Linked DNA regions of Mus musculus: all the other regions are linked to region 1. Evidence: chromatin contacts called from public HiChIP or PLAC-seq and Micro-C data. All regions are on one chromosome and are shown on one strand. Each heading gives the region's core, a stretch centred on a gene start, on an enhancer-like site or on the middle of the called end of the contact. The rest is flanking DNA. Distances are from core to core; before and after follow the strand shown.

Evidence for each region. A called contact is a pair of places that touch in the nucleus more often than the background predicts. HiChIP or PLAC-seq counts read pairs in DNA pulled down with a chosen protein or histone mark.
Region 2: a contact with region 1 is called in an H3K27ac HiChIP or PLAC-seq map of microglia, with 5 times the contacts expected there. The contact joins the promoter of Dhx16 here to the promoter of 2410017I17Rik in region 1. A contact is called at or near these places in 1 of 39 promoter capture datasets (pre-B cells) and 1 of 115 datasets of contacts at active chromatin or transcription factors (microglia).
Region 3: a contact with region 1 is called in a Micro-C map of embryonic stem cells, with 3 times the contacts expected there. The contact joins the promoter of Tubb5 here to the promoter of 2410017I17Rik in region 1. A contact is called at or near these places in 2 of 39 promoter capture datasets (embryonic stem cells and pre-B cells) and 1 of 484 Hi-C or Micro-C datasets (embryonic stem cells).

Annotation. Positions count from the first base shown.
Region 1 is chr17:36,141,995-36,146,702 of GRCm38.p6, reverse strand. 2410017I17Rik (RIKEN cDNA 2410017I17 gene) reads right to left here and starts at 1,685. Exons shown (of 4, transcript NR_033517.1): 1 at 1,501-1,685. Gm10499 (predicted gene 10499) reads left to right here and starts at 754. Exons shown (of 8, transcript NM_001370818.1): 1 at 754-843; 2 at 1,046-1,315; 3 at 1,516-1,791; 4 at 3,276-3,551; 5 at 3,679-3,707; 6 at 4,172-4,204; 7 at 4,324-4,371; 8 at 4,670-4,708. The coding sequence starts at 780. It also overlaps a transcript of Gm8909 not described here.
Region 2 is chr17:35,877,324-35,881,667 of GRCm38.p6, reverse strand. Dhx16 (DEAH (Asp-Glu-Ala-His) box polypeptide 16) reads right to left here and starts at 1,890. Exons shown (of 20, transcript NM_026987.2): 1 at 1,550-1,890; 2 at 146-390; 3 at 1-38. The coding sequence starts at 1,756.
Region 3 is chr17:35,835,528-35,839,803 of GRCm38.p6, reverse strand. It overlaps Tubb5 (tubulin, beta 5 class I), which reads left to right and starts at 1,503. Exons shown (of 4, transcript NM_011655.5): 1 at 1,503-1,807; 2 at 3,068-3,176; 3 at 3,531-3,641; 4 at 3,765-4,276. The coding sequence starts at 1,751.

The sequences.
Region 1 (4,708 bases), core at 436-2,935:
TGTCCACAGGGCAGGTCCCTGGCTCAGCTCAGGGGGAGGAACTCACACATCCTCCTCCCTCATCTCTCACTGAGTGACCCTGCACCAGGGTGCTGTGCTGTTTGCATTTGTTAACTCCACACAAACTGAGACATATATAAGAAGAGGATCCTGAATTGAGAAATTGCTTCCATCCAGGACGCTTTTGGGAAAGTCTATAAGGCATTTTTAAATTATTATGAATGATCAGTATGGAAAGGCTCAGCCCACTGGAGTTGGTCTTGGGTGGTGATCACGAATTGTATAAGACAGAAGACTGAGCAAGCCATAAACTACAAAGCTATTAGCACTGATCCTCATGGTCTCTGCTTCAGTTCCTACTTAGAATCCTCTCTCAAGGTCCTGCCATGAATCTCTTCAATGATAGACTGAGATGTGGAAGTGTAAACTGAAAGAAACCCTTTCTTCCTCAAGTTGCTTTTGGTCATGGGGTCTTATCACAGCAATGGAAACCCTCACTAAGACACAGGTGCACAAGGGCCTCACTCTGCTCCCTGCAGACACCACCCTCTCCTGCAGCTCAGCTCCTGCCCCTCCCTTGCCCTGGAGCAGCACCACTTTATAGCTCCTGGGGATCTGATGCCCTCTCTGGACCCGGAGGTAGCAGGAATTATCTGGCAGGTCTCATCTCCATTGGGTGGCAGGATCCTGGGGAAGGAACCAACAGCTCCTCCGCGGGCGCTGGTTATAAAGTCCAAGCAGCCCGAGGGCCTCAAATGCCCTGTATCCCAGATGGGACAATGGCGCAGCGAATGCTGCTCCTGCTGCTGGCGGCCGCCCTGACCCTGATCGAGACCCGCGCGGGTGAGTGCGGGGTCGGGAGGGAAACGGCCTCTGCGTGGAGGGGCGGGGACGGCACTGTGGAATCCGCGTCCCCCCGTCGCTCACAAGACCCTCCGCCCTTCTACACCCGCATCCGGAGCCCGGCGCCCTGCTCCCCTCCCGGCCCGCGCAGTGGGCCGGAGTCCCGTGAGGAGGTCCGGGTCTCACCGCGCGCCGCCCCCAGGCTCACACTCGATGCGGTATTTCGAGACCGCCTTGTCCCGCCCTGGCCTCCGGGAACCCCGATTCATCTCTGTCGGCTACGTGGACGACACGCAGTTCGTGCGCTTCGACGGCGACGCGGAGAATCCGAGGTATGAGCCGCGGGCTCCATGGATGGAGCACGAGGGGCGGGAGTATTGGGAGCGGGAGACACAGATCGCCAAGCGCAATGAGCAGAGTTTCCGAGGGAGCCTGAGGACCGCGCAGCGCTACTACAACCAGAGTGAAGGCGGTGAGTGACCCTGGGTGGGAGGTCACGAGCTCGAAATGTCCCTAGACAGGGGCCGGAGATCTCCAATCCCAAGTCTAGGTTCGGGAGCAGAACCGACCCAGGACCGGTTTCCCTTTCACTTTGGAGGAGTCCGCTGGTGGACTAGGCCAGGGCGAGCGGGGGCGGTGCGGGTGAGCGGCGCTGACCTTGGGATCCCGCAGGCCTTCACACGTTCCAGCTGTTGTTCGGCTGTGACGTGGGGTCGGACGGGCGCCTCCTCCGCGGATACCTACAGTTCGCTTATGATGGCCGAGATTACATCGCCCTGAACGAAGACTTGAACACGTGGACGGCGGCGGACCTGGCAGCGCTGATCACCCGACGCAAGTGGGAGCAGGCTGGTGCTGCAGAGCATTACAAGGCCTACCTAGAGGGCGAGTGCGTGGAGTCGCTCCGCAGATACCTGCAGCTCGGGAAGGAGACGCTGCTGCGCACAGGTGCAGGGGCCGCGGGCAGCTCCTCCCTCTGCCCTCGGGCTGGGGCTCAGTCCTGGGGAAGAAGAAACCCTCAGCTGGGGTGATGCCCCTGTCCCAGAAGGGAGAGTGTGTCCCTGGGTCTCTTGATCCCTTGTCACAGTGACTGCACTGACTCTTCCAGGGCTCAGCCTTCTCCCTGGACAGTGCCCAGGCTGTCTCAGGAGGGAAGGAGAGAATTTCCCTGAGGTGACAACAGCTGCTCCCTTCAGTTCCCCTATAGCCTCTGTCAGCCATGGCCTCTCCTAGTCTGGATTCTCTGCCCACACCCACTGTCTGTGGACATGGACTCCTGTCCTGCTGAGTGTGTCAGCCCTTACACCTCAGGACCTGAAGTCGCCTTTACCTGATGGGAGACATGGACTCCCCAACACTAGGCTGGTTGCCCCAGTTTCTAGAATTTTCAAAGAATACATTCTCCCAGATCCCTCCCTGTCTGTAACACAATTCTTTCTATTCCTACAGTGGTGAATGGTCACATGAGCCCTTATGGGCTACCCTGGAGGAATATAAATACTGGAATTTCTTTTTCTTTTTTCTCTTTTCTTTTTCTTCTTTCTTTTTTCTTTCTTTCTTTATTTTTTTTTTTTGAAGGCGTTATTTTGTTTCTAGTCAGTTTTTGTCTGCACTGGAGTGATCCTGTTTCTCCCTGCCCTCCTATTATCATTTGTATCAGTCTACATTGCTAACCTGGATAATTACACAAGATAAGTCAGGGTTCTCATTAAAAGATCGATTATTGTGAGATTACACTGTTTCCTGTCAGACCTAAACATGCAGAAGCCTCCTGCTGTCTCTCTGCCCCCACAAATTACAGTGCTCCCCCTAGTGAATCAGGAATTGGACTTTCTGAGTGACAGGGTCTTCTGAAATCCAGGGCTATAGTGAGCCCTCCCTGTGGGCCCAGTGTGTTCCAGTGAGTGCTGCACTGGGGTCCACAGCTCACTCCAGGGGTCCTGTGTAACATACCTGTACCTTGTCCCCCAGAGTCAGGGGCAGGGAGTCATTTTCTCTGGCTGCACACTTTGTGATGGCTGTTCACTTGAACTGACAGTTAATGTTGGTCTGCAAGATGACCACAGTGGAAGACTCAGTGGTGGCATCCTACCAAGAGCATATGGCCCTAATATCTGATCTTGAAATGAACTCAAACACATATTAAATTACTTTTTTGCCATTCCCTCTTCCATTCTTTGACTACCTCATTTATGCTATTGAACATCACATAAGGATGACCATGTTGATGGATTCTCTCTTGGCTTCTGAGTCCCAAAAGAAAATGTGCAGTTCTGTGCTGAGAGGACCAGCTCTGCCTGCAGGTCACCAGTGCCATGACAGTTGAAGTGTCAAACAGACATATTGTTCAGTGTCTTCATTGATTTGATTGAGTCTTGTGTAGATTTCAGTTTGTCTTGTTAATCGTGTGATTTCTTAAATCTTCCACACAGATCCCCCAAAAGCCCATGTGACCCATCACCCCAGATCTGAAGGTGATGTCACCCTGAGGTGCTGGGCCCTGGGCTTCTACCCTGCTGACATCACCCTGACCTGGCAGTTGAATGGGGAGGAGCTGACCCAGGACATAGAGCTTGTGGAGACCAGGCCTGCAGGGGATGGAACCTTCCAGAAGTGGGCAGCTGTGGTGGTGCCTCTTGGGAAGGAGCAGAATTACACATGCCATGTGGAACATGAGGGGCTGCCTGAGCACCTCACCCTGAGATGGGGTAAGGAGAGTGTGGGTGCAGAGCTGGGGTCAGGGAAAGCTGGAGCCTTCTGCAGACCCTGAGCTGGTCATGGCTCAGAGCTGGGATCATAACCTTCACCTTCATTTCCTGTACCTGTCCTTCCCAGAGCCTCCTCCATCCACGGACTCCAACATGGTAATCATGGCTGTTCTTTTTTTTTTTTTTTTTTTTTATTTATTATATGTAAGTACACTGTAGCTGTCTTCAGACACTCCAGAAGAGGAAGTCAGATCTCGTTACGGATGGTTGTGAGCCACCATGTGGTTGCTGGGATTTGAACTCTGGACCTTCGGAAGAGCAGTCGGGTGCTCTAACCCACTGAGCCATCTCACCAGCCCATGGCTGTTCTTGTTGTCCTTGGAGCTGTGATCATCATTGGAGCTATGGTATCTTTTGTGTTGAAGAGCAGGAGAACAATAGGTAGGAAAGGGCAGGGTCTGAGTTTTCTCTCTGTCCCCTTTAGACGTGTGGTCAGCTCATTAATGGGAAACAAATCCACACCCCACATTGCTACAGTCTCCACCTGGGTCCTCTGTCAGTTCTGGGAACTTGCTAGTGTCAAGATCTTCCTTGAACTCTCACAGCTTTTCTTCTCACAGGTGGAAAAGGAGGGGACTATGCTCCGGCTGGAGGTAGGTGTGGGAGAGAAGATTGTCTCTGGGACTCTTGGGGTGAAGGTAGAGCAAAGTTAGCCCATATTAGCTCCTCCAACCCTGTCAGTCTCCTGAATGTCTTCTTTCTTCTACTGCAGGAAGCAAAGGTGGCCAGGGCTCTGACTTGTTTCTGGGGGCCTTCAAAGGTAACAAATAGGATCATGGATTGGCCCTAAGGCAAACAGAAGAGGACTGGGTCCCAGGTCCTCTCAGATCTACACCTTTGAATGAGTGGTGGGACTAGGAGATGGTTTCATATTGAATGTCCTGACTTATTTTTTTACCCTGAGATAGCCTTCTTGTGGGAACAAGTCCAGACTTACAAACTACAAATGTCTAAAGCTATTTGCTTTTCCTCTATGCACAATGGGAAGACCTGGAAAGCCTAGGCTACCTTAGCACACAAGGACCCTGTCCCTAACTTGCCTGTTCTCCTTTCCACAGCTATCCTTCCTGGTCCTGCAGGCACTAGGGGACATCTGC
Region 2 (4,344 bases), core at 641-3,140, 270 kb after region 1:
CTGAGGCTGGCTTCTCCTCCGTGGGTGATTTACTCCCCCTGAACCCAGCAAACCCAGCCCAGTGTATCAAACGGGGGTACTGAGAAAGCTTAGCATCCCCACAGCCGACAGCCTGCTCCAATCCCTCTCCTTCCTTCTGACTTACCCTGCCTTCCTCTTCCCTGACTCGGAAACCTCTTCCTCCTCGTCCTCCTCGTCCTCCTGGTGTTTCTTCCTGAGGTGTTTCCGTCTCTTCCGCTTCTTCTGGAGGCTGCTCCCGTTACTACCCACTGCCTCCTCGCCGCTCTCGCTGTCTTCCAACAACTTATAAGAACGGTTTTTCTCTAGCAGGGCTCGGGCCTCTCGCTCAGCTGCCCGAGCTGGCTTTTCCACCACAGCCTTCCGTGGCACCTGCCGGTAGATATGACAGCTCCTGACCTCAGTACCCTCATTTGCCTACGAACCGGTTACTATATCTAAAGCCTGTCTCCATCTTTCTCTTCTTCGTGGTCTTGTTCTACGGTCATAGCTCAACAGGGCTCCGCAGCTTCTGAACGTCCTTCTAGGAATCCACTGAGCAAATGATTACTGAAAGCCATCCCGTGGTGGAGGCAAAGAACCAGCTCTCACAGGTTGTACGCTCACAGCCTCACACGGGCATATGCACGAACTAAAACTTCTTCCTAACTTTAATGACTTACTTTTATTTTTATGTGCACTGGTGTTCTGCCTGCAACGTGAGCTGTGTGTGAGGGTGCTGAATCTCATAGAACTGGAGTTACAGTTGTGAGTTGCCACGTGGGTTCTAGAAATTGAACCTGGTTCCTCTAGAGGAACAGCAAGTGGTCTTAATCCCTGAGCCATCTCTTCTTGCCCCACGATAGAATTTTTTTTTTAAAGTATTGGTTCTGAGCTTAAGTAGTTTATGTTCTAAAACCCATTTTCTTTTCATGATTTATTTTTCATTTATTTATGTGTATGGGGTACCTGGCAAAGGCCAGAAGCCCTCCGATCTCCTTGGAGCTGGAATTACAGATGGTTGTGTGCCACTAGGCCTGGTTGCTGAGAACTGAACTCAAGTCTTCCAGATGCACAAGGGGTCTTAACTGCTAAGCCATCCCTCCCCAGCCTCGATCCTATTTCCTAAATGCTAATTCTCCTAGCTCTGTTCTCAGTGACTCTTTCCCAGGGCTGGGGATTGAATCCAAGGCTTACTGTATGCTAGACAAACATTCTACCAACTGAGCTACATCCTTAGGCCTGGGGTATGTGCTGTAACTAACAATGGCTCTAGCTTAAACATGTATGTAGAGCCCCATCTCGAGTCTTCTCCACAGACCTGTATACACCCAACACCTAGCATGATATCTAGATAACAGAGGAAAAAAATTAAATGGTGGGCGGAACCAAGAATGAAAGGTCTCTCTGTCACCCCACTACCAGGGAGGCTCGCTGCAAGTTCTAAGCCAGCCTGTGTACTATATTGAAAGTTGCAGGCTATCACAGAATAGACAGCCACACTGCGTACGAGCCAATTCGGCTGTGAGTGGCCTGCCCCGGCGGCACACACCTTGCTCCAGAGCTTCAGGGCGAAGTCCCGCGCCGGCCCCCCGAGGTCCAGGGTGTCGGTGTCCCGCAGGCGCTGCACGAACTCCTCGGCGGAGGCGCAGCGCTGTGCGGTGCCGATCAGGAACTGCGCGACGTGCCGCTCGCTCAGCCCCAGCACCGAGTGCAGCTCCTCCTGCACCCACCGCTCCAGCCCCGCCGGCGTCGCCATGGCGACGCGTCCTGCTCCGGGCGCGCAACCGCGGAACGGCCAGGACTGCGGCGGGGACAGAGCCTGCGGTACTACCGCCTCGCTCCGGCTGCCGTAGAGACTCCAATTCCACAGACCGCGAAACCCGGAAAGAGTCGCGCTCTTCCGGCCAGGGATCGACGGTGGCTGGGCGGGTTCAAATCGCGCAGCCTCTTTCCCGACGCTAAGTGCAAGAGGCTTTCATGCACAGCCTCGTCCAAGCTCTCCGTCGCCCCCTAATGATCTGTGCGCGGGTGCAGTTCTCTATCAATACAAGCTGTCAGTGATGACTAACTAGTTCCCACAGCTGGGATAAATAAAAGACGTACAAATCAGGGTTAGGAAAACAAGATATATAACAAAGGGCTGGAGAGACGGCTCAGCGAAGTCGAGTTCGATTCGGTGCACCCACATCCCTCACCAACAACCACGTATATCTCCAGATCCAGGAGGATCTACCACCTCTGGTCTCTTCTGACACCTGCACTTGTGTGCACGTGCTCATACACAAACACACATACACCTAATTTTTTTAAAAATAAATTTTTTTTTTTTGGTTTTTCGAGACAGGGTTTCTCTGTCTTGGAACTCACTTTGTAGACCAGGCTGGCCTCGAACTCGGAAATCTGCCTGCCTCTGCCTCCCGAGTGCTGGGATTAAAGGCGTGCACCACCACGCCCGGCCTAACTTAAAATATTAAAAATTAAAACAACAAAAACTAAAGGTACATAATAAATACATTTAGGTGGGAGTTTGGGTATCATAAGATTTTAATATTTATTTATTTAATGTGCATGTGGGTTTGCCTGCATGAATTTATCTGCACAGTATGTGTGTGTGTGTGTGTGGTGTGTGTGTGTGTGTGTGTGTGTGTGCCCTTTTAGGTCAGAGATATTGTGTCTCTCTGAACTTGGAGTTACTGGTGGTTGGGACCTGCCTGATATAGGTGCTGGGAACCAAACACCAGTCTTCTGAGAGCAGCAAGTGCTCTTAACCACTGAATCATCTCTCCAGCCCCTCTATTGGGTGTGTGTGTGTGTGTGTGTGTGTGTGTGTGTGTGTGTGTGTAGGCATTTTACTTGCAAGTATGTATACCACTCAGAATCTGGAGGAGGGCATTGGATCTCCTGAAAATGTAGTTAGGGGTGTTTTTGAGACATCACGTGAGTGCTGGGAGTTAAACCTAAGTGTTCTTAATTGAGAAGCCAGCTCTCCAGTTCACCATTTAAAAAACAAAAACAAAAAACAAAAAAACACGGGACTCATGTACAATTAGCTGGCCTTGTATGTACTACATAGCTAAAGATAACTTTGAACTCTTATTTATTTATTTATTTACTTACGCACTTAATTACTTACATCCTCAAAGCTGCCCCCTCCTGGTCCCCCCTGAAAGAGTTTCTCCCCCTATTCCCCTTCTCCTCTGAGAGGGCACCTCCCCACCCCAGTATCCTCCCTACCCCCCACCCCCCACCCCCGCAACCTTGAACTCTTTTTGTTTGTTTGTTTTTTGTTTTGTTTTTTTGAGACAGGGTCTCTCTGTATAGCCCTGGCTGTCCTGGAACTCACTCTGTAGACCAGGCTGGCCTCGAATTCAGAAATCCTTCTGCCTCTGCCTCCCAAGCGCTGGGATTAAAGGTGAGCGACACCACCGCCCAGCAACCTTAGACTCTTGATCCTGTTGTTCCTACTTCCCAAGTGTGGGGATTATAGACATGTACTATCACACTTGACTGAAATGTGTAATTTATGTACAATCAAAAATAATGAGAGGCAAACTGGAGAGATGGCTCAACCAACTATTCTTCCGAAGGTCCTGAGTTCAAATCCCAGCAATCACATGGTGACTCACAGCCATCAGTAAGGAGATCTGATGCCCTCTTTTGGAGTGTCTGAAGAGAGCTACAGTGTGCTTACATAAAATAAATAAATCTTAAAAAAAAAAAGCCGGGCAGTGGTGGCACATGCCTTTAACCAACACTTGGGAGGCAGAGGCAGGCAGATTTCTGAGTTCGAGGCCAGCCTGGTCTACAGAGTGAGTTCCAGGACAGCCAGGGCTATACAGAGAGACCCTGTCTCAAAAAACCAAAATAATAATAACAATAATAATAATAATAATAGGCAATTTAAGTAGATTTTATTTCCTACTGATGGGGAGCGAGTAGAATGGATAAAGTCAAAACAAAACACTCCACATTTTAAAAAGCAATCCAGGTATGTGTTGCTAACAGCTTGGCACATACCTACTGCTAATGGTTTGTTGTGAGCTAACCCCTCCCCAACACAGATGAGATGACACTGCAGGAGAAGATTCCAACAAACACTAACTCAGTTCTCTGAGCTTCAGAAAGTGGACAGGCATGGATGTCTCAGATCTCAGAAATGTGACTGACCACCTGACCAGCGACAGAACTTGAGTTCTGGAATAATGGATGGTTTTTGTTTCCTTTTCTCTGCTTCCTATAAAGCCTGTGGCAGGAGAGAAGATGGAAAGCAGTTATTTTAGGATCCACTGCCTGGTCAGATGCAAGCTCTGTGAATAAAGTATAACTTGGATATTCTCGTCTCTG
Region 3 (4,276 bases), core at 254-2,753, 310 kb after region 1:
TTCTATTTGTTCATTTAGAGACTGAAGCTAAAGCTTGTACCTCAAGCTGTCTAGGTAGCCTCTAGGTAGCCGGTGTTGACCTTGAACTTCCCTTGCCTTCTAGTCAGAATTCGGGGACTAATCATGTGAACCACTCTTGCTCTAATTAATCATTTTGTATCCCTTTAAAGCTTTGAGGATACTTAGTAATTTTCGAAACCCTGGAAAGAGAACATTAAGGCCTCTAACTTGAGCCCATTCAATCAACTCCCTTCTTCCTGCTCAGTTCCAGCACATTGCCACAGACTCACCTAATGAATAAAATCATTTAACTGGAAAAACAAACAAATCCCCTTGCTTCAAGCAAGTGTCTGAGAGAGGGAGGCACTGTCTAAAGACTGACATTCTCTTAGTCTGTCCACCCTACAGCCTGTCCTGACAGGATGACCAGAATGTCTTCAGCGTCGTCTGAAAGGCCCAAATCCCACGCAGATTTTACATACACCTTCTGTCTTAGGCAGGATTTCCATTCCTGCACAACCAAGAAGCAAGTTGGGGAGGAAAGGGTTTATTCAGCTCACACTTCCACATTGCTATTCATCACTGAATGAAGTCAGGACTGGAACTCAAGCAGGTCAGAAAGCAGGAGCTGATGCAGAGGCCATGGAGGGATGTTCTTTACTGGTTTGCTCAGCTTGCTCTCTTATAGAACCAAGACTACCAGCCCAGAGATGGCCCCACCCACAATGGGCCCTTCCCCCTTGATCACTAATTGAGAAAATGCCTTACAGTTGGATCTCATGGAGGCATTTCCCCAACTGAAGCTCCTTTCTCGGTGATAACTCCAGTCTGTGTCAAGTTGACACATAAAACCAGCCAGTACACCTTCATTCTTTTGGGACATCAGCTCCATGCAGTTTTCACCACGATCTTTGCAATTTTGTTTCTCTTTTGAAAATCCTTGAGACAACTCCCTTGGAAACAGAAGGGTAATTCTTTCTTCTGGAGGGATGCGAGGGAGCTGTGCCTTACTGAAATTCCTGTCTTGGGATCACAAAGAACTAGATACTGTGTATCAGGGAAGGACAACATAGTTCTCAGGATTTTCCGCTGAGCTATGCAGTCTGGCTTTTCTAGACCTACTGCGGTGGGCAGCTGGCAGGGCGTGTCCAACACACCTTCCAACTCTGGCACCTCAGATCTCCTAATTACTACATTTCTCCAAACCTCTTTTAGTACAAAATCCTCTCTCAGAATAGAAAATAGGAATCTCGTGTGAGGACATTTTTCATGAAAAAATAAAATCACACACACACAAGATAACCCCAATTCCTCATACAGTACCCACCCATTCCTAACTTCTTTTTGCAGCGTGGACAACAATAGAGAACTACAACTCCCAAAAAAGACTGCGCTCGCCACTGGCTCAGAAACCAATGGCCGCCTGGCACGTGATCGGTTGGTCTAATCAGCGACTGGTTGGGTAGGCTTTGTCTAAGACCCGGGGCGCCCGCCTATCTCCCGCCCCCGGCCGCGCGAACGCGAGCCCCGCCCTGCGCGCCTTCCCTCCTGCGCTCGCCGGCCTCTTCTGCCTCTTAGAACCTTCCTGCGGTCGTGCTTGCATCTCGCTGCTGCAGCCTCCCGGGCTCCGGTCCATCCTTTCAGTCTGAGACCGGCCCAGAAGAAAAAAACCCCAAAAACCTTAATTTTCTTTCTTGTTCGGTACCTACATTGGAACCATCAAAAACAATTATTTCAGTAAACCGTAGCCATGAGGGAAATCGTGCACATCCAGGCCGGACAGTGTGGCAACCAGATCGGTGCTAAGGTAAGGACTTTAAAATTTTAGCTGAAATATGTAAAGATGAGAATTCTGTGTTAATTGTGAGCATTGTTCACGGAGTTCTTGCATTCTCCACCCGTCAGATTTGGCCCCTCAAAGTTTTTCACGTATAAATATAACCCATATTTGTAGCTAGCGTTCTGATATTGAAAAATGAGGAAATGTTTTTCTTGGCACATTTTCGGAAAGCTAATAAAAGAGCCTTTCGAGTTTAGGGAAAAGGAGAGGCTGAGGGACTGTGAAGAGCTGGTCTTAAAAGGGGTTTTCTAACGGTTCGAGGACTGGAGGGATGCGGAAACGATCCGAGACAAAGCCGAGGCGAGGTTTTCCCCTTGCGCCACCCCCACCCAGCCTGGAGGGCTCTACTGGAACAGAATGGAGGGGGGAAGGGGCGAGGTTTGGCGGGCAGCTGCAGAGGTGCCCGGTGCGCATTACCTCTCAACAAAGGCTTGGACACTCCATCGAACCCGCCATCCCAATGCTTTTTTTAGGTAATGACTCTGTATAGGGGCCTACTTTTACTTTTCATTGCCCTTTAGGGTGTGAGCGGTATGAAAGTGAGCTTTTCAAATATGTGAGACTGTCTGGGAGACTAAGGAGAGGGAAGGAAGGGAATAAAGATAGGCAATGGGGCTTTTTAAAGATTTTTCCCCCTTTTTTGCTAGCAATTAACAATGTAGCGGGGGAGGGGAGGGAGGAAGTGCGGCCGCTAAATTGTAGCCGAAGGGTGGGACCCTTTGGGGGCGGGGTTGGAGCCCCTGGCGCGCAGGGACAATGCGGCCCCTACCCGCGGGGGCGCACTGGCCCCGCCCCTCGAGCTAGGCCCCGCCCGCGCTGCTCCCGCCTTTGTGGTTTGCTGGAGGAGCGGCCCGCCACCGCAGTCACGTGGAGCACGTAAGGGGTGGGCGACTGCAGTGGCCGCACCTTTCTCCCCCAACTCTTTTGTGCTGGCCTGGAAGGGCGGTTCCTGGCTTCAGGAGCCAACCTGGGTGCAAAGCCAAATAGGTGGGCTCCAATCCGCCCACATAGAGGTTTATAGCGCCTGACCCACCCATCACCGGTCCTATGCCGAAAGGTTTTAGCCTTCCATCGCGTAGGTTCCTCCATGGGACTTCCGCAAGCAGATAACGGAATTGCAGTGTCTTCACCTCAGCCTCGTTTCAGCGTGTCTGGAATTGAAATGAGGGGCGGGAGGCATGCCTTAGGACTTGAGACATTGAGGCCTCGTTGCTCTTCCCTGTGCAGTTCTGGGAGGTGATAAGCGATGAACATGGCATCGACCCCACCGGTACCTACCACGGTGACAGCGACCTGCAGCTGGACCGAATCTCTGTGTACTATAATGAAGCCACAGGTGAGGGCAGAAATCCCCACTTAACATTTATTCCCTGTCCCCTGTATTGGACAGTGAGCCCAGATGAATGCATCACTGGCTGCCCTGGAACTCCCATAGATCGTCTACCTCTCAAGTGCTGGGTTTAAGGAGAGCATCACCACGCCCTGTTTTTCCACACTTCTAAGTATCTATTACCCCTCTGCATGGTTCCCATTTTTTTTTCCCTAGACTCACACCCTAAGGGACTAAAGATTAGCTCTACTGCCACCAGGTGGTAGTGCCTGGAATGACAACTTTAGTGCTTTGTGGCTGATCTCCCACCCAGAGGTAATGCATTGCTGATCCGTCAAACATTGACTTGAATTCCTGCAGGTGGCAAGTATGTCCCTCGAGCTATCTTGGTGGATCTAGAACCTGGGACTATGGACTCCGTTCGCTCAGGTCCTTTTGGCCAGATCTTCAGACCAGACAACTTCGTTTTCGGTGAGTTAGGTGGAATCGATTTCTATTTGCTCAACTGAATTATTCCAGTCGTTGAAAGATTAAGAAGTATTTGTGTTTCTCTCATATCTTAGTGATTAAACCTTTTCCCTTACTGCATTCCAGGTCAGTCTGGGGCAGGCAACAACTGGGCTAAAGGCCACTACACAGAGGGAGCTGAGTTGGTTGACTCTGTCTTGGATGTGGTGCGGAAGGAGGCGGAGAGCTGTGATTGCCTGCAAGGCTTTCAGCTGACCCACTCACTGGGTGGAGGCACTGGCTCTGGCATGGGCACCCTGCTCATCAGCAAGATCCGGGAAGAATATCCTGACCGTATCATGAATACCTTCAGTGTGGTGCCCTCGCCCAAAGTGTCTGATACCGTGGTCGAGCCCTACAATGCCACCCTGTCTGTCCATCAGTTGGTTGAGAACACGGATGAGACCTACTGCATCGACAACGAGGCCCTCTACGACATCTGCTTCCGTACCCTCAAGCTCACCACGCCAACCTACGGAGACCTGAACCATCTCGTCTCGGCCACCATGAGCGGCGTCACCACCTGCCTCCGTTTCCCGGGCCAGCTTAATGCTGACCTTCGAAAGCTGGCTGTCAACATGGTGCCATTCCCACGTCTC